Linked DNA regions of Rattus norvegicus: region 1 is linked to region 2. The links are chromatin contacts, called in public Hi-C maps. All regions are on one chromosome and are shown on one strand. Each heading gives the region's core, a stretch centred on a gene start, on an enhancer-like site or on the middle of the called end of the contact. The rest is flanking DNA. Distances are from core to core; before and after follow the strand shown. Region 1 has its middle 46 kb from the start of F3. Region 2 has its middle 24 kb from the start of Slc44a3.

Region 1 (5,733 bases), core at 3,070-5,569, 130 kb after region 2:
GACCATGGAGGGATCAGGTCATCAGTTTATACAGTGACTATTATTACTAATTAATCATTAGTATTAGTAATGTTATTAGCTATTAATACGAAAGCATCACTAGTCTTTGTGTGGGCCAGTGTTCAAATGTATCTGAGAGGGACATCACCTGACATGTGTGTCCCTCTTCCTTGTCTCTAAGAAGTTTCTTCTAGGTCTCTGCAGAGTCCCTAGACACAGCTCATCGGGGCTCTGACAGGAAGCACAAGCCTAGGAAATATGGGATTTGTTAGTTTGCCTGTTTGTTTAAGTTGTGGCTCTCTCTTACTTCAAAGCACACAGCCTGCAAACTCTGAGCTGCCTCTAACCCGCTCTCTGCAGAGGCAAGCCCAGGTTTCTTTGTAAGGATCTAACATATAGAATGGCAGGCACTCAGTGATCCTCAGCTAAGCCCCTCAAGTGGGGCTGCAGGAGTAGGCAGAGGAATTTCAGGCATCTTTTTGATCTCTGATGAGTTCCAGATTGGCTGGCCTCCTTGGTGGGCAAGGAGACCCACTCTGAATTCCAATACCTTAAACGCTTTGAATTCTTACTTCTGGAATATGTTCCATTTATTTACCGCCCATGCCATCCTGTGTACGTTTTTGGACTGTTTCCTGGTGCCACTGTTATATCTCGAAACCCTGACATTATCAAGGTGGGTGTGTTAATAAATATTTTTGGCTTCACCTTCTCCCACAACTCTGTTACCCAGAAAGGCTTACTTTATCAAGTGTTTGTTCTGCTTTCTGTAGGAAAACAATCTCGACAACCGTAATAACTACAATCTATCAAGTCCTTATGACAAGCCAAGAATGAGCAGAGATTTCCCTGGATTTTGTGCAATCCCCTTTGTCAGTAACAGATTATCCTGCTTTACAGCTGAGCATGGAGAAGCTGAGAGAGATTAGGCAACCTGTCACAAGTCTCATGTGTAGCTGATAGGGTAGGGTTAGAGCCTCGTCCCCAGATGCCATCACTGTCCTGCATTTCATGACTACACTACACTTTTTCCATAGTTCTAGACACCTTCCAGAATCCTCTCCATGTCTCTTGGTAGTTCAGATGTTTATCTTCCCAAAGGCTGAAAGCATGATTTTCATTTAGATAAACTGGTGCTTTCGAGGAAGCAGTCACAGGCCACCGGGAGGCAACGATCCAGACTCAGCAGCCTACCTTGCCTTTCTGATCAACGAACACTGAAAATGGAAAAGTTTGTCACTGGCTGGGTGTCCTTGAGCTTTTTTCACAAAGCTAACACCCCAGACACAAAGGGGCTGTCCTCTGGTGGTATATCTGTTAGAGGTAGTTTGGAATATGGCCAGAGGTATGGGGGGACTTTGCTGACAAACACTGGTAGCACCGCCATGGCTCTTCTCAAGAGAAGTAGCGATGGTGGTCGGTCCGTTGCGATAATCCAGAACATTTGCATTTAACTTAGAAATGCAATGTATCTCTCTGTCTCTGCTCTCCTGTATAATTAGAGGTTAGCCCATGATGCCCATGCCAGGAAGAAAAAGAAAATCCTTATTTAGACGTTTCCACCAGTCGTTCCATATCGGCATAAGATCTGTTCCTGTGGTGACCTTCCCAGCCTGCAGCCTTCTCAAAACAATCTCTCGAGACCCTAGATATACACACAAGGCTGACAAGGCTCTGCTCTGATGTGATATTTGAGTCATAACCTCTGGGATGACATGTTGTGCTGTTTTGATTCCAAACTTAGCCTGTTGGATTACATGTGAAAAATTCTCCCGTCTCAGACAGCTGGAAATTGTTTACAAAGTAAAATGTACTATGATCAGACTGGCCAAAGGCAGCTTTTTTTTTTTTTTTTATAAATAATATGAACATATATGAAGATGATTTTTATGTGGGGTATTTTTCCTTGGACAACACTGGGCTAAGTAGGTTAAACGCCGTAGCAGTCTGCCAAACCTTGCTCTCCATCCCCTGGGTGAGCTGCACGTGCAGTTCCAGCCCCGGCCGGCTCTCCCTGCCCCAGTCTCCTTTCACTTGCATGTGTATCCCCCAGGGCTCCGTTTTCGTTTCTGACCTCTCACCTAATGCCTAGCATCATATTTAATGTTGCCCAACATGCATTTCTTGCAAAGGTCCTGTCTCCTCTCCAACAGTGTCTCCGAATGGCACCTTTCTCTTCTTCCGGGTTCTAAAGGTTCCTCTACCCTTTGCACCGAGAGACTGGGAAAGGAAAACAACAGTTTAGTTCGTAGTGAGGCCTTCAATCCGACGCTACAGTTATTGTCTTTATCACTATTCACCGCTACATAAAGACTTTGCTGTTGGTTTTTTTTTTTTTTAAGCTCTTGAGATTGGATTCTTGTGTTCCCAGAAGCCACAATTCAGAAATGGTCAGTAAGGTTCACCGCGATGAATCATGGGCTTCAGGACTACTTCCTTTGACAGTGGGGACTTTTAACCAAATAAAGAGACAGAAACTATCTTAAGCTTGATCAGATTTATGAGATGTTCAGGAGAGCCTGCCGTTGACACTGCTGGACTTGTGTGCCCAGATTATGTGTCAGAGTCCTGGCTTCCTTCCTCTTCTCTAGGAGCACTTTCCTCTGCATGGGCTCCACACTAAGACCAGCTTTCCCCGGTTAGGCAAAGGTAGCCACCAACACTTCTGACCAGATCTGCAATCCCGACAAGAGAGCATCAGCCAGCTTCCTTTCCGGGCAGCAAACATTCTAGAGCCCCTTTGCTCTGATTGGCCAGCTTAGTCATGTGCCCAACCTTCAACCAATCGCACTAAGTCATTGTTTCCAAAGCTCTCTTAATAATGGTACCTAAACAGTGTGGTCAACATTAAATGGTAAAGATCCAAGAAGTTTGAATACTATAAAACAGTTTTAAGTTATATATATTATATAAATTACAAACTATAAAACAAATATAAATTATTAAAAATTATAATATAAAATATATAACAATTATTGTTAAGCACACAATGCTACTTTCCCACACACAAAGATTGCACTGATGCTACAATCCAAAGTCAGAACCGCCGTCTGTGCCACTGCTGGTCAAGAAAAACTCGGCAGCAGAGCGGGCCAATGTAGGTTTTGCTTTGCATCTGATATGGCAGCAGGACTCTGGCTCAGACCCTCACACGGATGTAGATTCTGTTTCTCACTGCAGATTTTCTTGGCTGTGTGAACTAGTATGTGGTGCATGATTTTGTGAACCCTACTTCCTCCACTTGGGAAAAGAGGTAAAATTGTTCTCCTCTCCTCCTTAGAGACTCAAACAACAGAACTTTATTTTCTCATGATTCTGGGGTATGGAAATTGAAGATTAAGATGCTGACGGTGTTGGCCTGTCTTTGTGGCATACAATCTGGTGAGTTCTCATCTTTGTTTTCATGACACCTTTTGTCTCATCACAAAGTGACAGATGGACAGAGTCCCCAGCCTTGATATCTCAGGGGTCAAGTGCTTCAAGGCTGGGGCAGCATGGAGCCATGGTTGTGTGTGTGTGTATGTATGTATGTATGTATGTATGTATGTATGTATGTATTTACATGCATACAAATATATATGTCACATACATACAAATATATGTCACATATGTTATATATGTCATATATGCACACATATACACATATCACATGTGTGTGTATTATATGGGACCAATCAAGTTAACTTTTTAGTATCTATTTAAATATTTTGTAAATATCCTGATTGGTAAAAGATAGCAACCTGCAGGTGGGCCTGGACCTTTGACCTACAAGATCTACTAGCCTGAACCTTGAACTTTGGCTGCAAATACCTTAATTCTCACTGCCCTGAACATGCAGCTCTGCACAGGCCGAGTACCAGTGTTACAAAACCATCTTCCCGAGGTTTCCAATGGAATCTGAGAGTCAGCAATAGTGACTAGAAGGTACCCAGTAAATGCCCCTCCTACACCCCTTCCTGATGATCTCGTTCTTCCTCCCTCAAATCCCTTTCTATTCTGAGGATTACCTTCCTGAAAGATCATTTATTCACTCTCCTCTCTGCTGCCATTTCTGTGCCTAAACCACACTATACACACCAGAGCTCAGGAAAATATCTTTCCAGTGTTTTGCTTCCATGGAGTCTGTAACTCCAGGGCTGTCCACGGAAGCCTGAGGATTCGCCCATCATTTCCCAGAAAAAGATGCAGGCCCGTCTGTTTATAAAAGCTGTCACAGAAGGAATCCCATGAACCCATTAGCTTTGCCACAGTATAAACAGGTGTCATGCTGGCTGGCTCGCCAGCTGCCTGGGATGCCTCGGCCAGCACACATGAGCCATTTTCTTTTGTTCCTCAGCTCTGATGTGGCAATCCCACCTTGCACCATCTACACTGAGCTTCCAGTGTCCCTCGTGTTGCCTGACACACGCAGTGGAGTGTGGCCAACATTAAATGGAAAAGCCGGAGCCTGCAAGGAAAGGCAGCTCGGGGCTGCAGGTTTTACCACTGGTTTTCAGACCTGCTGAGAGGTCCTGGGCTAATGGGCCTGAAGACAGGGTCCTCATCTGGATCCTTTTTCCTCCTCTGTAGTCAGCAACCAGCTTAAAAGGAGCAGGAGCAGGAGCTGATAGTCACGGAAACACTGGCAGCTAATTCTGAGTGAATGTTTAACTCTCACCAAGAACAAAGTTGTTGAAGGTTATACTGACTGGGCAGGTTCAAACCAGTGACCTGGTTGGTAACTGCTCTTGGAGCCCTCTGCCCTGGGCCTGCAATCAACAACATGGCTAAAGGGATATGAGGGCGGGAAACCCCAGAGAGGAGAAGGGAAAGCAAAGAAGGGACAGCAAGAAAGAGGACAGGGACAGAGGTGTCTGGGCATTAGAGACAGAAGGCTGGAAGAAGGGAGAGACGGAGCCAGGAGGACCTTCAGATCGATGGTTGCTATCTCATGGCACATAACTCTGGTGGGCTGGCGAAGGGTCACTTCCCTGGCCTCAGTTCCTTACTAGCTGCCCCCTCACTGAGAATCACTTCAGGGGACACAGGAGCTCTCTTGTGACCTGATTTCTCTGGTTCAACAAGCTAAAATCGTGCACTAGGTAAAGAGGACACCTGAAAGCCTGCTTATGGGCCAGGCCCACCCATCCCCTCTACACACCGTCCATTCACCAGAACTGCCACGAAGTTGCAGGACATAGCTCAGATGGTAGAGCGCTAGCCTAGCGTGTATGGAGACCTGGGATCCATCCACAGAGCCTTAAGCGCTGGGCATGGTGGTGCAGCCCTGTAATCTTAGCACTGTCGAGGTGGAGGCTGGTGGATCTGAATTTCAAGGTTATCCTGGGCTACACGTAATGAATCCCAGGTCAGCCGTAGGCTACGTGAGACCTTAGGGGTTAGGGGAAGGAGAAAAAGCTCACTGCCTGACAGACGGGGGGAGTGCTTTCCATCTTCATGGTCAGAAAGATGGAAAGGTGGGTAATATAAGTCGTCATAGCAAGCCATCTTTGTTTGCACACTTCTCACATGCTGTCCTTTCTCCATTCACCTTTTGTTTAGGTGGCTCCTGAATCTGTAGGAACCGTTTACTTTCTCACACCTTTTCTGGGGCCCCCCTCAGGTGATCCCTTGATGTCTTTGGGCTTGCACTATAGAGACCATCCAATATCAATAACAAATCACACACACACACACACACACACACACACACACAACTGTCCTAGTCTTACCAGCTCCCCGATACTTGACCTT
Region 2 (5,622 bases), core at 1,230-3,729:
TCTCTCCCTCCCTTCCTCCCACCCTCCCTCCTTTCCTCCCACCCTCCCTCCTTTCCTCCCACCCTCCCTCCTTTCCTCCCTCCTTCCCTTTTTTCTTTCTTTCTTCCTCTCTGTCTTTCTTGATAGGGTTTCTACCCTGGAACTCTCTATGTAGACCAGGCTGGCTTCGAGCTCACAGAGGTCAACCTGCCTGTGTCTCCCCCGTGCAGAGAGCTATGATGTGAGTCACCACGCTTATCTCAGCAAATGCTCTTACCTGCTGACTCATCCCTCCAGCCTGTTTGTTCCTTTCTGTTGGGTTAGCCTTATGCTGTAAAAACTCTGATGATTCCTTTACAGAATATGTGCTTTGCAAATACCTCTCCTTAGGCTGTCTTTTAATTTTTTTCCTCAGAGTTTAAGTGATTCATCAAACATAAAAATTATACATGCCAATGGTGAAATCTTGTATTTATTTTGATACATAACATGTTGTATAAGTTTAAATCTTGCTAACCATATGTGTCCCCCCAAACTTTTAACATTTCTTTAAAGTGAGTCCTTTTTTTTTGAAATGTGGAATGCATCCTTTAATTTTCTTAATGGCTCCTTTGGAGTAGCGAAGCTTGATTTTGATAAAGGCCAATGTCACACTTAAAATTTATAGGTCATGATTTTGGTGTCATGGCTAACAAATGTTTACATAACCCAAGGTGGTGGCATCTGTTTTTTTCTAGAACGTTTATAGTCTTATGATTTAAATTTTGATTATTATTCATCTTGAATCGTGGAGCTGGAGAGATGGCCTAGCGGTTAAGAGCACTGGCTGCTCTTGCAGAAGACCCAGGTTCAGCTCTCGGCACCCACCTACCTGTAATTCTAGTTCCAGAGGATCCAGTGCTCTCCTCTGATGTCCACAGGGAGCACTTATTCATATGGTATACACGTGTGCATGTAAGCAAAACACATGAAATACATGAAGAAAGAATAAACAAATCTGTCCTCCATTTTGAATTGTATGTGGGGTGAGGCGAGGGCCTCCTCCTCCTCCTCCCCTTCCTCCTCCCCTTCCTCCTCCCCTTCTTCCTCCTCCTCTTTCTCCTCTTCCTCCTCCTCTTCCTCTTCCCCTTCCTCCTCCACCTTCCTCCTCCCCTTCTCCCTCCCCCTTCCTCCTCCTCTTCCTCCTCCCCTTCCTCCTCCTATTCCTCCTCCTCCCCCTTCCTCCTCCTCTTCCTCCTCCTCTTCCACCTCCTCTTCCTCCTCCTCTTTCTCCTCCCCTTCCTCCTCCTCCTCTTCTTCCTCCTATTCCTCTTCCTCCTCCTCCTTGTCTTTTATGGTTGAGACAAAAGCATTGCTGGCTCAGGAGTCGCATACCACAGTGGTATCGGGGCACATGCTGCCACATCTTGAAGCTCAGCTACCCTGGAGCCATAACCTGACTAAGGTTATTATGATCCACTGTCACTCTCTACGCTGTCTGTTCTCCGAATCTGCTAAATAAGCAAGCTGAAGATGAGGCAGGAATGAGGCAGGACCAGCATTCTTCTGACCTTCCACAGTGGTATTGCTCTCTGCAGAGCCCCTAGGGATGCGGTATTGCCTCTTCCTGCAGGGAGGTTACAAGTTCAAGGCTTGCCTGGGCTGCAGAGTGAATTCAAGGTCATCCTGGAAAGTGCAATGAGACCCTTGTTCACTTCCAAACAGAAGGTTTAAAAGGACTGGAGTGCAGGGGTACAAAGCTTGTCTGGCATGCAGGAGACAGAGGTAACAGTCCCCATTATTGAAACAAAAGAGGAAAGGAAACATAGTTCCGACATCAGAGCTACCTTTCCTCCATGGTGCATGTCTTTGCAGACCCTCTACCTGGAACCTTTCCTCAGCAAACCACAGCACTAAATGCAGAATCTCTGCTTTGCAGACCACGACAACCAATTGGGCCTCATCTAACTTCATCTATATTCGTTCTTCTTCCAGTTCAGTGTGTTTAACTTATTCTTTCATATATTACATCCCCGACCTCAGTTTTTCTCCTACCTCTCCTCCCAATCTCCCCTCTACCTCTTCCCCCACCCCATATTCTTAATGTCCATTCCCAAACATAGTCCCTAGACTTCTGTCCTTATAGATTGGAATCTAAGTATATGTACCTTTTCTTGGGATGTAAGTACACCTTCTTATCGATCTCACTTTGTACCTCTTCTTTGGGACTTGAACTTGGGAATTTAGAAGCAATGAGGACCAGGCAGTGGGCCTTGAGATCACAAGTGTCTGGCCAGGTTCATTCAGGAAGGTTCATTACAGTTTCCTCAGGCGGGGGCAGTCACAAGCTCTCCACGTGGGAGTGAGAGGAAAGGCTGCTTTTACTGGCAAAGAGTGCTCATTTAGTCCCTGTTTTATTTGTCTAGGAGGAAATTCCAGCTCAGTCATTTGAAGGACTCTGTCTTGACCGGGAGATGTCGGTACTAAGTCATGGAGAGTCTCGTTGAGTTCTGAGTTGTCTTTAAGTACTGCCTAGTTAGCTGTTGGCCTAGGCAGCTGGCTGGGCTCTCTGTATTCCCTTCAGGTCTAAGTTCTGGTCCCAGCAATCCTTGGCGAGCATGGAGCCAGTGTCTGGAAGTGCATTTTTAACTTACTGCTCTTCCTGCCCCATGCCTCTGGTCTCTATTGTTCTGGTAAGGAGTCTGCTCTCCACTTTACCAAAGCTCTGGATAAGAAAGACGAAGCTTGGTTTCTTGATTGAAATAAGGGGTTGGAGAAAATGCAGGGAACGTTAGCACAGTTACAAGTTTCAGCCCCAAATTACACCGGCGATGAGATGATTACATCCCCGGAATGCCCTTTCCCCAAATGTATAAATAAATACACAGCTGCATCTACAATTCCCCAGAGCCAGGCATTATTCCCCCACCCCCACCCCTGCATCTCCTTGCCAGTCGTGGAGGCGAAGGCTTATGTTTGGAAGGTCGTAAGTATTACAGTCTGTGTGACTTTCCGCTTCTGGTACTAAACCTCATGTGTGACTTGTGGAGATGGCTGGCACCCAAAAGAAACAGGGACTTTGTGGCGAAAAGCTGCATGGGAGGCTTGCTGGCACTGCCTCAGCTGCTGGGCCACCTCAGCCAGGCTGCCAAGCGACTGTGGATTGTCCTGAGATTTTTGGGAAGGCTGGCCCAGGTTTCTAAGAAGAATTCTTTCCCACCATTTCCCTTGCTGGGCTCTTAGCAATTCTGCCCTTTCCACCAGCAGTCAGACACGTTAGATGACTGAAGGGTGCACTCGGCCTGGTGTCCCCCACATCAGAGAGGCAGCAGTGAGTCTGTGAGGGTCCCACACTCTCTGTCCTTGGAAGGAGCTTCCTATCAGCCCCTCGCCCCTGGCTAGGTTTGCTGAGCCCAGAAGAAAGAAGAAAGCGATTCTCTGCAGGCTACTAGAAAATGAAGCGGGAGGAGCCGCAGCCCAACCTCACCCTGCTGGGTCCTCCTAGCCTTTCTTTGATGTAGGAATGTCTGCTTGGAATGTCTAGCCTATTCTGTCCTGATGAAATCCTACTTAAACTCTGAAGCTCCGTGAAGAGACCACATTTTCTAGGAATTGACTCACCCTGGTTCCTATAGCTTTGTGGTCCTATCTTATCAAAACATATCAGAGTGAGTTGTTTATCTGCCTGAGTGCAAGACAAAATCCTTTAGCCCTTAGGGTGGTGTCTGAACACAGAGACAGCAGGGACATCTTGATACACTACTACTGATTAGCTAGTTAGCAAGTACCAGGCACAGGGCTGGGACTCATTGTTTGTGACATTGCTGAATCCCCGTGACATTTTTACAGGAAACTACTGGTCTCATCTAGTTGGGTGAGGTATATTGAGCTTTATAACCTGTTTGAAGTCTCATGGGTAGTAGGTGGAACTAAGATTCGAACCCACATTGTACAACATTTAAAAGAACACCACTTAATCAAAGGTATAGCATTTTAAGAAGACGTTTGAACAGAAGACCGAATCATTCTGTTGATGCACGGGCACACTCTCCCTTCCCACTGAGCCCGGCGGGGCTGCTCCCCATTTCAGTGAACTCTGAGTTCCGCAGGGGCTGCACTGATTTGTGCTCACCAGCAGTGTAAGCAGATTCGTCCCCACCCCCACGCTTCACTAACACTTCTGCTTGTATTAATTATTAATCATTAACTAATTAAACGCTAACCATTCTGAAATATGGTTTTGACTTGTATCTCCCTCATGGCTAAGCATTTTCCCCCCATCCATTTATTCCCTAATTACTTCAGACCAACACACCTTTATCGAGTAGCTACTACGGCAAGATACAGAGGTTAGCACAACATGACTCGAGTCACATTGAAATTTGCCCTTGCATTAAAGCACATCCCTGTGACCAAGAGAGGTAAGGGTGTTGGGGCTTCAGGAAGCCTCAGAGAAAAGAGATTTTGATGGGCACAACACAACAGTGGTGGCTATGAAGCTAATATGTGAATGGCTTGTAGTTATTTTTAGAAATTCCCTGGGTGGGAAGCATGATCTTAAATATACATATTCAATATTTAATGTATATATAAATATATACCTATATGCATTAATTATATATACTATACATACTATTTAAAATATAGTACCTCTATATTAAAATATATTTATATAAATTATATAGTGTATATAATTATATATTTATAATTTATAATTGTTAAATATTATAAATTCATATAAATGTATGAATATTACATTTATATTTTAATATGACATATAATATAATATACATATATATTATGTAATATAAGGTATACATGTATAATATATAATATAACAATATAACACAATAAATAGATATTATATGTAATAATATATTATATATACATATATAGAGAGAAATGAGCAAATAAACTGGATCCACGCTATAGAAGCTCCTGGATGGACTAAGGCATGGTGTATTTGATGGGCTGTAGGGACTTCAGCGGAGGTTGGGGAGTAGGAGAGCATGGTAGGAGGCAAGAAGAGAAGCCCGTGGGAAGCTATGAGGATGACCCACGTGAGGCTCCTCGAGCATCACAAACCTTCTGACTTTTTGCTTAAGGGTGTGACATCATGCTCAGACTAAAGGCCCCGCCAGGGCCAGTCTGTGTGTACTGCAATCAGGCGAACCGACAAGGCAGAGGCGGGGACGCCACTGTACATGTGTGTACACGCTCTGCAGGAGCACAGAGAGAGGGAGAGGGTTGCAGGGCTTGGCAGAGGTGGGGACGCCACTGTACATGCGTGTACCCGCTCCGAGTTGGTGCTTGAGCTGAGAGTCTTCTATTTGCTGGGAAAGAGGTGGGGCACGGGGTTTGCCAGGAGGAACCAAGCGGAAGGCCTGTGGAGTGAAACTTTCAACAGGACTGGGTCTGTTCTGCTTGCTTTGTTTGTTTGGTTTTTATTGTTGTTGTTTTGCTGAAAGTAAATACTTCTCACTTGCAGAAAAGGAATCCTGAAGTACAAAGAGAAAAGGACCTACAACCCATTGCCTAGACATGATAATTTTGAAAGTGAGATACGGGTGTTTGTGATGGCTGATCTTCCTCATCAGCTTGACTGGGATTGGAATCACCCAGATACTCAGAAGTGTGTAGCATTAATTGAGGGGAGAAGTCGTA

Evidence for each region. A called contact is a pair of places that touch in the nucleus more often than the background predicts.
Region 1: a contact with region 2 is called in a Hi-C map of liver, with 4 times the contacts expected there. The contact joins two enhancer-like sites. A contact is called at or near these places in 4 of 12 Hi-C or Micro-C datasets (the Rat2 cell line, kidney, liver and 1 more).

Annotation. Positions count from the first base shown.
Region 1 is chr2:212,462,787-212,468,519 of GRCr8, forward strand. No RefSeq gene overlaps it. Among named protein-coding and RNA genes, the nearest start is that of F3, 46 kb to the right of the region's middle. Within about 2 kb of position 4,320, at least 9 of the 93 cell types and tissues checked have an H3K27ac peak or open chromatin away from gene starts, as enhancers often do. A contact at or near this core is called in liver, where this site is marked.
Region 2 is chr2:212,333,627-212,339,248 of GRCr8, forward strand. No RefSeq gene overlaps it. Among named protein-coding and RNA genes, the nearest start is that of Slc44a3, 24 kb to the left of the region's middle. Within about 2 kb of position 2,480, at least 28 of the 93 cell types and tissues checked have an H3K27ac peak or open chromatin away from gene starts, as enhancers often do. A contact at or near this core is called in liver, where this site is marked.